Regions from separate parts of the Sus scrofa genome. Here all the other regions are linked to region 2. The links are chromatin contacts, called in public Hi-C and HiChIP or PLAC-seq maps. All regions are on one chromosome and are shown on one strand. Each heading gives the region's core, a stretch centred on a gene start, on an enhancer-like site or on the middle of the called end of the contact. The rest is flanking DNA. Distances are from core to core; before and after follow the strand shown. Region 1 has its middle 320 kb from the start of FZD8. Region 2 holds the start of FZD8 (frizzled-8). Region 3 has its middle 380 kb from the start of FZD8.

Region 1 (3,753 bases), core at 396-2,895, 320 kb before region 2:
GGCATGTATGTCAGTTGTGTAGACTCGAAATCTTGAAGAGGCTTTGACACATCACCCTTCACATAATCAAGAAGTTTCCTCACCCGTTCTTTCATGAGAGCATCCATATATGTCCTTTCATATACATATTCAGACTGCCAACTCCCTGGATCAGTCTCCATTAGCTCATAGCAAAACTATTACTGTAACTTCCTAATTAGGCTCCCTCTATCTTCCCATATGTAGTCCTGATAATGAAACTCCCAAGGGAAAGAGGGTTTTAAAATTTTAGGATGTTCTCATGTTCCACTGACTAAAGAGCACCAGGCTAAAGATGCAGAAATTAGAATCTAGGAATAAGAAGCAGAGAGGCGAATCCTAGCGAATACCTCAGAATCTCAGTGGAAACTGGAAATGTATACCCTAGGAGTGTGGAACAACCAGGAATTGACTTGATTAAGACTAAATTGACATGAATAAAAACTACAATATATGCAATTAAAGACTCAGGAAAACAAAAAAGAAGCAACAAAGGAAAAAATTTTTGAAGAGATAATAGATTTCAAAAAGACTGACAAAAATCAAGATAGAGATCATAGCGAAACTGTGGACCCCAAGCAGGATAACCACACACACACGCACACGCACACGCACACGCACATGCACCCCACAACTAGTCACATCATAGAAAAGTTACTGAAAATCAGAGACAAAAAAATGTTAATGACATTCAAGAAAAATATTACCCTTCAAGGAGCAATAATGACATACAGCTGATGTCTCTATAGAATATGAAATCAAAAAGACAATGGAATATCTTTAAGGCGATAAATGAAAACAACAGCCAAACTAGGATTCTATATCTAGAAAAAAATCTTCAAAAAGTTAAGTATATTGTGAGAAAAAGAATGCCTATAAAAGTATGACTGGGTCACTTTGTTGTACCGCAGAAATTGACAAAACATTGTAAATCGACTATAATAAAACAATTTTTTAAAAATGAAATGGTCGGGAACACTAAAAGCATATAAAATTCAAATTTATATATATATATGTATATATAAAATGCATATATACACAAACTGAGAGAATTTGTTGCCAGGACACTGAAACTAAACAAATAGTTGTTTTTCAGGCAGAAAGAAAATGATCCCAGCTAGTAGCAACCCAAAAATGCAGGAAGAAATTTAAAACAACAGAATGTATCTGAGTGATTGCAATGTAGTGTAATGATTGAATTTTACGACAAAATAGAGGAGGAGAGCTCTTCATTGTGAATGCTCCCATATCAGCCTCCTCAGTAAGTGTCGTGTCTAGAGGCGGGAACTTTTCTTCACTCCTGTATCACTGGTGACTAAAACGGTGACTAGTAGATAGTGAGTACTCAAGAAATATTTGATAATTGAATGACCAAATCCACGGTGTCTACAACCTTGTACCATATTTGAAACCCCTGGGCGATAACCGACATGACACTAGGTACACAGACACACTGTTAAGGAAATTATGGACTGAGATGAAAATCTAAGCTTATTTTGGGGGAAAGACAGAAGGCAGGAAGGGAAGAGGGAGAAATTCACATAATGTTGTGGAATGAACTCGAAGAAAGAGAAGAGTAAGGGCTCAACCCTATTGTGCCCTCCAGTCCTGAAACGCTGGAAGGAAAATGCAGCTGTGGTGCAGAAAAGGCAGTCAAGCTTCTCTCTGGAATAATCTGCCATTGACTATTTGTAGATCAATACTTTTTGCAAAGTCATAGTAACAATATTAAGAGCAACACAGTAAGGCCAATAATGCACACAATGATATTTATCATCACGAAAAGGAATGAAGGATGGTGCATGCGTTAGCAGGTTTGTAATCAGACGCACTGTTGTTATCCCGAGAAGCTGGAATGGAATGGCTGTTACTGTAAGTGGATAATGTATCTCCCTGTTACAATCACCTCAGGGTGCCAACAGCACAGCATTGCCATTAGCATTCCAGGGTGGTCATGAGCTCTGCTATTTTCTTGCAAGTTTTTCTGCTGTCGCAACAGGGTAACAACAGACAGGTGTCTGTTGGTATTACACCAGCAGGCAGAGCAAAAGGAAACAGACTTAGGTCTTTAAAAAAATAACCATAGTCACAGTTATACGTTTTCAAAATACATGGCTAGTGAATAAGAGCTTAAAATTGTCATATCTCTCATTTAATTGGGCATTGCATGTTTGTCCTGGTGTGTGAATAATAGGAAAAAAAATGTAGATTACAGAATTGGGCAGAAAAATAACCCCACAACAAGTGTAACGCCTTTTAAACCAATGAAGTTCCAGAGAGTTGGTGCTCATTGTCTAAATAATTTGTCAACTCTAGGCATTAAAAGCAAATACCTAACTGCTGCTAATATTTATGGTTTAAATTTGGATTATTGGAGAATTTCACACTAGTCCAGCATGAACTGAGCTCAGGTAGTGATAACATCTTTCTTTCAACTTCTATCATTTGCTGTATGTTTCCAGAAACAAATTTTGGGAAGTACACACACACACACACACACACACACACACACACACACACAAACACAATCCTGTATGAAATCTCTACCTACAGTCTTCCTCATTAGTAACTGGCATGCTTTCATAATTCTTTCTCCACCCCTGAGCTTGGTAGATTAGTCATATTAGACTCACGTCTGTCCTTGTTTGTCACGTTTACGTCACAAGGGTGTTGGAAGGATTAATTAGTTAACATGCAAAATTCTTTGAAGATGAAAAGCGCTGTGAAATTGGTAAGCGGTGCCAACATTCCTCTGTAGGACACATTTTTCCTTTCATACCAGTAAAAATCCATCCATCTCCCGTTAACCCTTTTAGCTCACATGATATACTCAGAATGCTTTTTAAAACATTGACTAGCCTTATCTTTTCCTTCACACTCTCGAAATACCTATGTCCTCCTCTGCCTCCGTCTCTGTTTTTCCTAAGTATTGTTTCGTTCTTACTGAAAGATCCTGCCATCATTTATGAAAGCTACTGACCAGTTATTGCTTCCTACTTACATTTTTTATATTCATTGGAATTGTGGACTGGTCTACCTGAGGATCACTAATGAGAAGAGGAAAAGTCACTAACTTTTAGAGGCTTGGGTCATGACAATCATTACTTTGGATCAAATGTTCCAGGCTAGAGGATGGGGAAATTATGTGTGTCATGCTCTGAGCAAGAAAAAAGAAATTGATTTTTTTCCCCCAAGATCTGTATTTTTCCTAATAAGGAGTTATTTAAAATGATGTTTATGAGACTGAAACATATATTCAAGGAAATCTGGTGAACTTCCCTCCTCCCAGCTTCTGACGCTGGGTGCTGCTAAGGCTGCACCTGCAGCTGAGGCTCCGGACACCAGGAGGGGTGTTCCTCCCGTGGAGCTGTCTGTGATGCAAAGGCTCATTTCCAGGAAGCATCTAAGCCGAGAGCTGTTTACCTCGAGTTACCCCAATAATTTTAACTACCTCCATCTGTAAGATAGAGGTGGCGATTTAGGATGAAATCCTGAGGTTTTCTTCACAGCTCTGGCTATGAAGAACCCAGCCATTATTTTTTCATTCATTTTTGGACACTTTCTATTTTGATTACAAAGCGGGACCTTGCGATGTTTAAATGTATCAAAAACATGTAAAATGTATCAGCTTTTAAAAAGAGGTGTTCATATTATTCCTAAAGGCTATTCCCCCCAAGAGATTCGGGTACCCACCAATATCTTTACCAGAAGCAAAGGATATAAAACACAGTACAT
Region 2 (3,489 bases), core at 831-3,330:
TAGCAAAAATATGGAAACAGAAAGAAAGAGGGGGAACTAAGGAGAGGTAGGAGACAGGGAGAAGGCAGAGGGAAGAGAAAGGGAGAGAGAGAGAGGGAGAGAATGAGAAACGTCTGTTGCCACCCTCCTGGCTAAGTGAAATGCTTGTTCCCGAGATTACAGTAATTACAGCCCCAGCGTGAGTTCCATACAAGCGCTAAATGAAACAGCACATCAATTAAAAAATAAACACTCCATTCTAGGAGAAAGACAACCCCCTGGAACGTCCTAACAAGCGTAAATGAACCTGCCAGGCCGCCCGCCCCTCGGGCCCCTCCCCGTCTAAGGTGGTTGCGAGCTGGCGGGGGCCGGGCTCGCTGGCCGCGTCCCCAACCGCCTGGCCCCGGGCACACCACCGAGACGTGTCCGCGCGTCCGCGCCCGGGCTCGGCGCCGCCTCCCACGGCGGAGGAGGAGGCTCTGGCAAAAACATGTCAACTTTGGAGAGACGTATGTATGTTCCAAAAGCACGAGGCGAAGAGAGAAAATCCAGCCGCAGAGTTTCCAGTCTGTCCTGTTTATAAGTTTTTCTTTCTCCCTTTCTTTTTCTTTCTTGTTCTTTTTTAAAGAAGAAAGGGATTTATGGTTCATGAAAGTGCACTGGATCTGGATGCTGTCTCTATTTTATCTCACCCAATTAGCAGAATCCCCTTTGAGATCTGTACTGTGACTCCACACTGCAAGTAAGGAAACTGAGGCTTCCCCCACGACACTGAGCGGGAAGTCCCCGGTCCAGCCCCCACCAGCCAGAATCAACTGCAGCGGTTCCATTCCACCTATATTCTCATCGTCCTGAGAACCCCAAGAAAGGCATCCCTTTCTCGGTCCCCCGCAACGCCCCCGCTCACTGGCCGGCTGGGGGAGTGGGGGGTGGTCCCGCTGCCAGGAGGTCGCCCACATTTGGGGGACGGAGAAAGCAGGGGCTTGACTAGTTCGAAACGGGCCTCCGAGGTCGCGCTTGCATAAAGGCTCGTCCCCAGTCCCTAAGCGCAGACTCGGGGAAATGGAACCCCGACTTCGACACATCGAGCACGATGGGGACCGTGGTGGCAAAGCGTCAGTGTCTGCGGTCAATCCCAAGGTTACCCAAACTCTGGCCGCAGACGGCGTGCACGGCGGCGCGAACAGCCGGGCCCGCCCCAGGAAGGCTGGGCCTGGGGAGCGCGCAGACTCCGCCCCGCGCCCGGGATTGGCGCGCGGGTCGCGGGCGGAGACCGAGTCCGCCCCGTATAAATATTCATGAGCCGGCCCGGGCGCAGCGGGGCCGGAGCGGGAAGTTGGCGAGGGGCGCTGCTCCCGCCGAGGAGGAGGAGGAGGCGGAGGTGGCGGCGGCGGCGGAGGCGGCGGCAGCGGCAACAGTGGGGCGCGGGCGCGCCGCTCAGGTGTCCGCTCCGCCTTCCGGCCTGGATTTGGCTCCGGGTGTCCAGCGAGAAGAGGACCGCCGACACCTCGCCCGACTGCTGGCCGGAGCGCGGCGCGGACTTCCACCGGAGGCGGGGCCCGTCATCCCGGCAGCGGACAGACGGACCGAAGCAGGGGACAGAGGGCGGCGGCTTCGGCGGAGGCGGGCTCCGAACCCCGGCGGCAGCCGCGCGGCCTTGGGGTCAAGCATGAGCCCCGGGACGCCGAAAAGGGGCCGCAGGGGCTGACCCAGCGCGGAGCGGCCTGGCCCAGCCATCTTGACTGCGCACCGCGGCCCGAGAGGAAACTTGCTGCGCCGCCGCCCTCGGTACCCGGCAAAGTCACCGGAGTGCGGAGAAAGCGAGCAAGGGAGAGACGATGAGCTGGGGGCCGGTCACTCTGCCCCGCAAGGGCTGACCCTGGCCGGAGTGAGCGGGGTGGACCCGCGGACCCGGGCGCCCTCCGGCAGCCACCCTCCTCTCCCGCAGCGCCGTGCGGACGCGTCCCGAGAAGGGACTAGGTTATCGGGAGAGCCCCTCCTGGGAGAGGCAGGAGAAAGCCCGGCCGGGCACCCGCTCTCCTCTCCCGCGCTCTCGAAGGATCCCCGGCGCCCCTCCGCGCGCCACCCGGAGGGCGAGGGCGCGGGGCCGAGGCGCGCAGCATGGAGTGGGGTTACCTGTTGGAAGTGACCTCGTTGCTGGCCGCCCTGGCGTTGCTGCAGCGCTCGAGCGGCGCGGCGGCCGCCTCGGCCAAGGAGCTGGCGTGCCAGGAGATCACCGTGCCGCTGTGCAAGGGCATCGGCTACAACTACACCTACATGCCCAACCAGTTCAACCACGACACGCAGGACGAGGCGGGCCTGGAGGTGCACCAATTCTGGCCGCTGGTGGAGATCCAGTGCTCGCCCGACCTCAAGTTCTTCCTGTGCAGCATGTACACACCCATCTGTCTGGAGGACTACAAGAAGCCCCTGCCTCCCTGCCGCTCGGTGTGCGAGCGCGCCAAGGCCGGCTGCGCGCCCCTCATGCGCCAGTACGGCTTCGCCTGGCCTGACCGCATGCGCTGCGACCGGCTGCCCGAGCAGGGCAACCCCGACACGCTGTGCATGGACTACAACCGCACCGACCTCACCACGGCCGCGCCCAGCCCACCGCGCCGCCCGCCGCCGCCGCCGCCGCCGCCCGAGAGCAGCCGCCCTCCGGCAGCGGCCACGGCCGCCCGCCGGGGGCCCGGCCCCCGTCCCGCGGCAGGGGCGGCGGCGGGGACGCGGCTGCGCCCCCCGCGCGCGGCGGCGGCGGCGGCGGCGGCGGTGGTGGCGGCGGGAAGGCGCGGCCCCCTGGCGGCGGCGCGGCGCCCTGCGAGCCGGGCTGCCAATGCCGCGCTCCCATGGTGAGCGTGTCCAGCGAGCGGCACCCTCTCTACAACCGCGTCAAGACCGGCCAGATCGCCAACTGCGCGCTGCCCTGCCACAACCCGTTCTTCAGCCAGGACGAGCGCGCCTTCACCGTCTTCTGGATCGGCCTGTGGTCGGTGCTCTGCTTCGTGTCCACTTTCGCCACCGTCTCCACCTTCCTCATAGACATGGAGCGCTTCAAGTACCCGGAGCGGCCCATCATCTTCCTCTCGGCCTGCTACCTCTTCGTGTCCGTCGGCTACCTGGTGCGCCTGGTGGCGGGCCACGAGAAGGTGGCGTGCAGCGGCGGTGCGGGGGCTGCGGGCGGCGCGGGCGGCGCGGGCAGCGCGGCGGCGGGAGCCGGCGCGGCGGGAGCGGGCGCGGGCGGCCCGGGAGGGCGCGGCGAGTACGAGGAGCTGGGCGCCGTGGAGCAGCACGTGCGCTATGAGACCACGGGCCCGGCGCTGTGCACCGTGGTCTTCCTGCTCGTCTACTTCTTCGGCATGGCCAGCTCCATCTGGTGGGTGATCCTGTCGCTCACGTGGTTCCTGGCGGCGGGCATGAAGTGGGGCAACGAGGCCATCGCCGGCTACTCGCAGTACTTCCACCTGGCCGCCTGGCTCGTGCCCAGCGTCAAGTCTATCGCCGTGCTGGCGC
Region 3 (3,682 bases), core at 801-3,300, 380 kb before region 2:
CTAATAGGAGCTGTAGCCACCAGCCTACACCTCAGCTCATGGCAATTCCAGATCCTTAACCACTGAGCAAGGCCAGGGACCGAACCCAAAACCTCATGGTTCCTAGTCGGATTCGTTAACCACTGCGCCACGACGGGAACCCCAAGAATCCTTTTATTCTTTATCCAAGTTCCTCAAGCTCCCCCTGCATGACAAAAAAAAAAAAAAAAAGGCATTTTTTAGATGTACAGTTTCCCAGAGGCATTTAAATATCTTGCCTTTCAACTTCCGTGAGCTGAAATATCAGTATTTCTCATTTTATTTGTCCCCTGAATATTTACTTATATGGTTATTGGCAGAAACAGTTTAGACCTTAAATGAGGTAGGTGAGTATCTTCACCAAACAAAATACTGCTGATACATTATTTAATCAAAGAAAGTACATTGAGCAAACTTTTCACTGGGCAAATAAATATATTTCAATAACACTGAATGCAATGTTGACCATTTCCTGTGTCTGTTGTCTGCAACAGAGGGAAAGAAAAAGTAGTCATATTTGAGGCATTCAAAACACCTTGCTTTTTAAAAAACTGAGGTTTATCAATCATTAGTTCAAATATCAGTGGCCTAAATTCACCAATTAAAAGACAGAGACTGTTAAAATAGATCGAAATGCCAGACACTTACATGTTGTCTACAAGAAGTCCACTTTAATATAAAGATACAAATAGATTAAACGTGGAAGGATATGAAGTTCCCTGGTGGCTCAGCGGGTTAAGGATCTGGCCTTGTCACTGCTGTGGCTCAGATCACGGCTGTGGCTCTGGTCAGTGCTGTGGCGCAGTTCAGTCCCTGGCCTGGGAACTTCCTGAGTGAGCCCCCCCCCACCCAAAAAAAAAAAAAAAAGCAGGGTCATGGAAAACCATGAAAAGAATAGCTTCAAATGAGTTAATCCTCTACGGCTGGTAGCAGGATAACGACTTTGTCCATCCACTCGACCCGCCCAACTATATCCAGGAAAGTTACCTCTGAACGTCGCGTTTAATATGTATTTACTGAAAAATATCTTCAACCTCTTTTCTTTGATATGCATTTGAAAAAGTTTGAAGTGCTGGTGCGAAGGTGCGGATGCGTCGGACTGGTGCGGCTTCCATGTTGTTCTGGTTTAACGCAGATGGAGGGGCATGTGTGGATCTTCAGGAAAGAGAGAAGGGGGCCAGAGGCTTTCTGCTCACAACACCCCACCTCCGCCGTTTCTCCAAGAACACCCTCTGGCTAATGAGTCCCTTGCAGCTGCTCTTACTCTAAGAACTCGCTCCGAAGAGGATCAGAAGGACTCCTTTTTGCTTTCTTTTTTTCCTTTAACCAAAGCAGAGTCTAACTCCTCCCAGAAAAGCTTTCTGTATTGTTCTCTAATTTGGGTTATTGCTTTTCAACAGGGCATTGATTTTGATTTTAACTTTCACTGAAAATGAACTTAGTGTTAGCTGGGCGCTTTGGTCGTCTGTGGAGCACTCAATTATGTTTTAATGACTGTTTTGCAATGAGGTAATATTCCTGCTTCCCTCCTCTGGGAAAACAAACTCTCCGATTTTCAGAACCCAGCTATCTTCCAGTGGGTTTGCTTCCTCTCATTACCCTTATCCTGTCACCATATTTCCACTCCACAGGCTCCGCGATCTAACCCTGGGCGCCAAGGTAAATAAATAACACTTCAGAATACCCAACGGCTCTGGCTTAATAACCACACAGCCACCGAAGGAGAGAAATGCCACTTGCCAGACATAGCATCTCACTTTTTCTTTCTTTCTTTCATTGCCTTAAGGTCTTTGGCAGTTCAGTCTGGAAAAGTAAAAGCTCTTTACCCAGAAGACACTGAGTCATTTTAAACTCCGCTTTCGGATGCTCTCCAGCAAGAAATGGAGCCGGGCGGGGAGGCGGGGAGGCGGGGAGGGGCTCTCGCTCCAGCTGTTGGAAGCAATCTTGGCCGGGAGAAGGATTTCTAATCCCATCCCGGCACCCTGGGAACGCTGGAGCTGTCAGCATCCGCCAAGCGCTGCCACAGAGGGTCCCATCCCCAGCCGGCCGGGCTTTTCCTGAACAATCCTCGTCGTTGTTTCTCTGTGTAGCAGGACCCCTTCCGCGGGGGGCTGGGATTCATACAACCGAAGGCGCCGTCGGCAGCCCGAGCCTGCCTCTTGGAATTACCTCTCTCCCGCCCCAGGCAGCTTCAAGCCTCCAAGCGGGGAAGGCACTGCAAACCCGGCGAAGGGAGGCTTTCGATTTGGATGGGGAGGGGGTGGGAGGCGCGGGGGCCCTGATCGTCCCCTTTCCTTCCATTCTGAGCAGGACACTCCTTCTGAAAGGCTAGTCCCGCGTTGCTCCACTCTCACTGCATTGACTTGAATCCCGAAAGATCCCTATGAAAAAAAACCCTCAGAGGCTTGGGGCAGCGACCAGGGAGGTGGTGGTGGTTGCTTGTTTTTGTTTGTTTGTTTGTTCCCTGAAGTCTAGAGCAGTGTCTGGGCCCTTCTGAGTGTTGCCCAGCTGGCCAGGGGTCCCTGCCAGGCCCCTGGAGTTCCAAGCTAGGTCTACTAAACTGAGCCTTCCATTAAAAAAAGGAAAAACAAAAAACAAAAAAAAAAAATAGAAAGCAGTAGTTTTTTGCCACACCCACAGCATGTGGAAGTTCCAGGGCCAGGGATTGAACTGGCGCTGCAGCGATGACCCAAGCCCCTCCTAGTAACAATGCAGGGATCCTGAACCGGCTGAACCACTGTTGTGTATCACATAAGGAGAGTGTGTGTGGATGTGGGGTCTCTCGTTTCTGCCTTCTGCTGCTTCTATCAGCTGCTCTCACTCTCACATCTGCAATAACCCATGTCTCACCTGGGAGTCTCGGGCTCAAGCCGAGCGGCCAGAGGAAGAGCTGTGCTGACCCAGAGCCAGGCCACCTCAGTGTCCCCAGCGGAGAGGCACCTCCTTAGCCGAATATTCCCAGCCAGCAACAGATGGAAAATTCATCTCTTCCCTCCAGGGTCTAACAAAAGAACAAAAACCCCAGAAGCTATGCTGCATTTTCACCCAACCCTGCTGCAACAGGCTGAGGGCTAAATGGACAGGACAGTGTGTTTCCTGCCCATCTTCTCTCCTCTCCTCTCTGACTGGGCAGAGATGCTCACCTACCTCGGCAGAGGCAGAGAGCCAAAAAAAAAAAAAAAAAAAAAAAAAAAAAAGATGGCACTTTAAGCTGGCAGGTTCTGCTACGGCCACAGTGCTCCCCACTTTAAGAACTTTGGGAAAGTGAGGAAGAGGAAACAAAGAATATTTATTGAGCACCAATTGTTTATCCATCAGACATGGATTAGGCATTTTCTGTGCCCCAGACGGTGTGCCTTATGGGATGTTTCTAAGATTTCATGTGATTTTTCAATTTAATCCTTAATACTCTATTCTTCTCCTGGGCAAGGATGGTTCAGGCTCCATTTTTACAGAGAGGAAACTAAGGCTCTTTCAGACCACTCAGCAGAGTGTGACAGAGCACATATCTGCAGCCTGGTATGTTTGTTTATTTTTTATTACAGTTGATTTACAATGTTCTGTCAATTTCTTCCATACAGCAAAGTGACCCAGTTTTCTCTATATACACGCATTCTTTTTCTCACATTACCCTCCATCATAATTTAATTTTTGTCCTTATTCT

The links. A called contact is a pair of places that touch in the nucleus more often than the background predicts. HiChIP or PLAC-seq counts read pairs in DNA pulled down with a chosen protein or histone mark.
Region 1: a Hi-C map of heart right ventricle shows a contact between it and region 2, with 2.4 times the contacts expected there. The contact joins the enhancer-like site here to the promoter of FZD8 in region 2. A contact is called at or near these places in 1 of 5 promoter capture datasets (liver), 4 of 47 Hi-C or Micro-C datasets (epiblast stem cells, fetal heart ventricle, fetal skeletal muscle and 1 more) and 1 of 2 datasets of contacts at active chromatin or transcription factors (skeletal muscle).
Region 3: a contact with region 2 is called in an H3K27ac HiChIP or PLAC-seq map of skeletal muscle, with 11 times the contacts expected there. The contact joins the enhancer-like site here to the promoter of FZD8 in region 2. A contact is called at or near these places in 1 of 5 promoter capture datasets (skeletal muscle), 6 of 47 Hi-C or Micro-C datasets (embryonic fibroblasts, heart right ventricle, retroperitoneal adipose tissue and 2 more) and 1 of 2 datasets of contacts at active chromatin or transcription factors (skeletal muscle).

What each region holds. Positions count from the first base shown.
Region 1 is chr10:58,413,698-58,417,450 of Sscrofa11.1, reverse strand. No RefSeq gene overlaps it. Among named protein-coding and RNA genes, the nearest start is that of FZD8, 320 kb to the right of the region's middle. Within about 2 kb of position 1,645, at least 2 of the 83 cell types and tissues checked have an H3K27ac peak or open chromatin away from gene starts, as enhancers often do.
Region 2 is chr10:58,095,381-58,098,869 of Sscrofa11.1, reverse strand. It overlaps FZD8 (frizzled-8), which reads left to right and starts at 2,080. Exons shown (of 2, transcript XM_021064988.1): 1 at 2,080-2,619; 2 at 2,622-3,489. The coding sequence starts at 2,101. The region is part of intron 1 of LOC110255709 (a long non-coding RNA gene); the gene reads right to left.
Region 3 is chr10:58,475,214-58,478,895 of Sscrofa11.1, reverse strand. No RefSeq gene overlaps it. Among named protein-coding and RNA genes, the nearest start is that of FZD8, 380 kb to the right of the region's middle. Within about 2 kb of position 2,050, at least 36 of the 83 cell types and tissues checked have an H3K27ac peak or open chromatin away from gene starts, as enhancers often do. A contact at or near this core is called in retroperitoneal adipose tissue, skeletal muscle and subcutaneous adipose tissue, where this site is marked.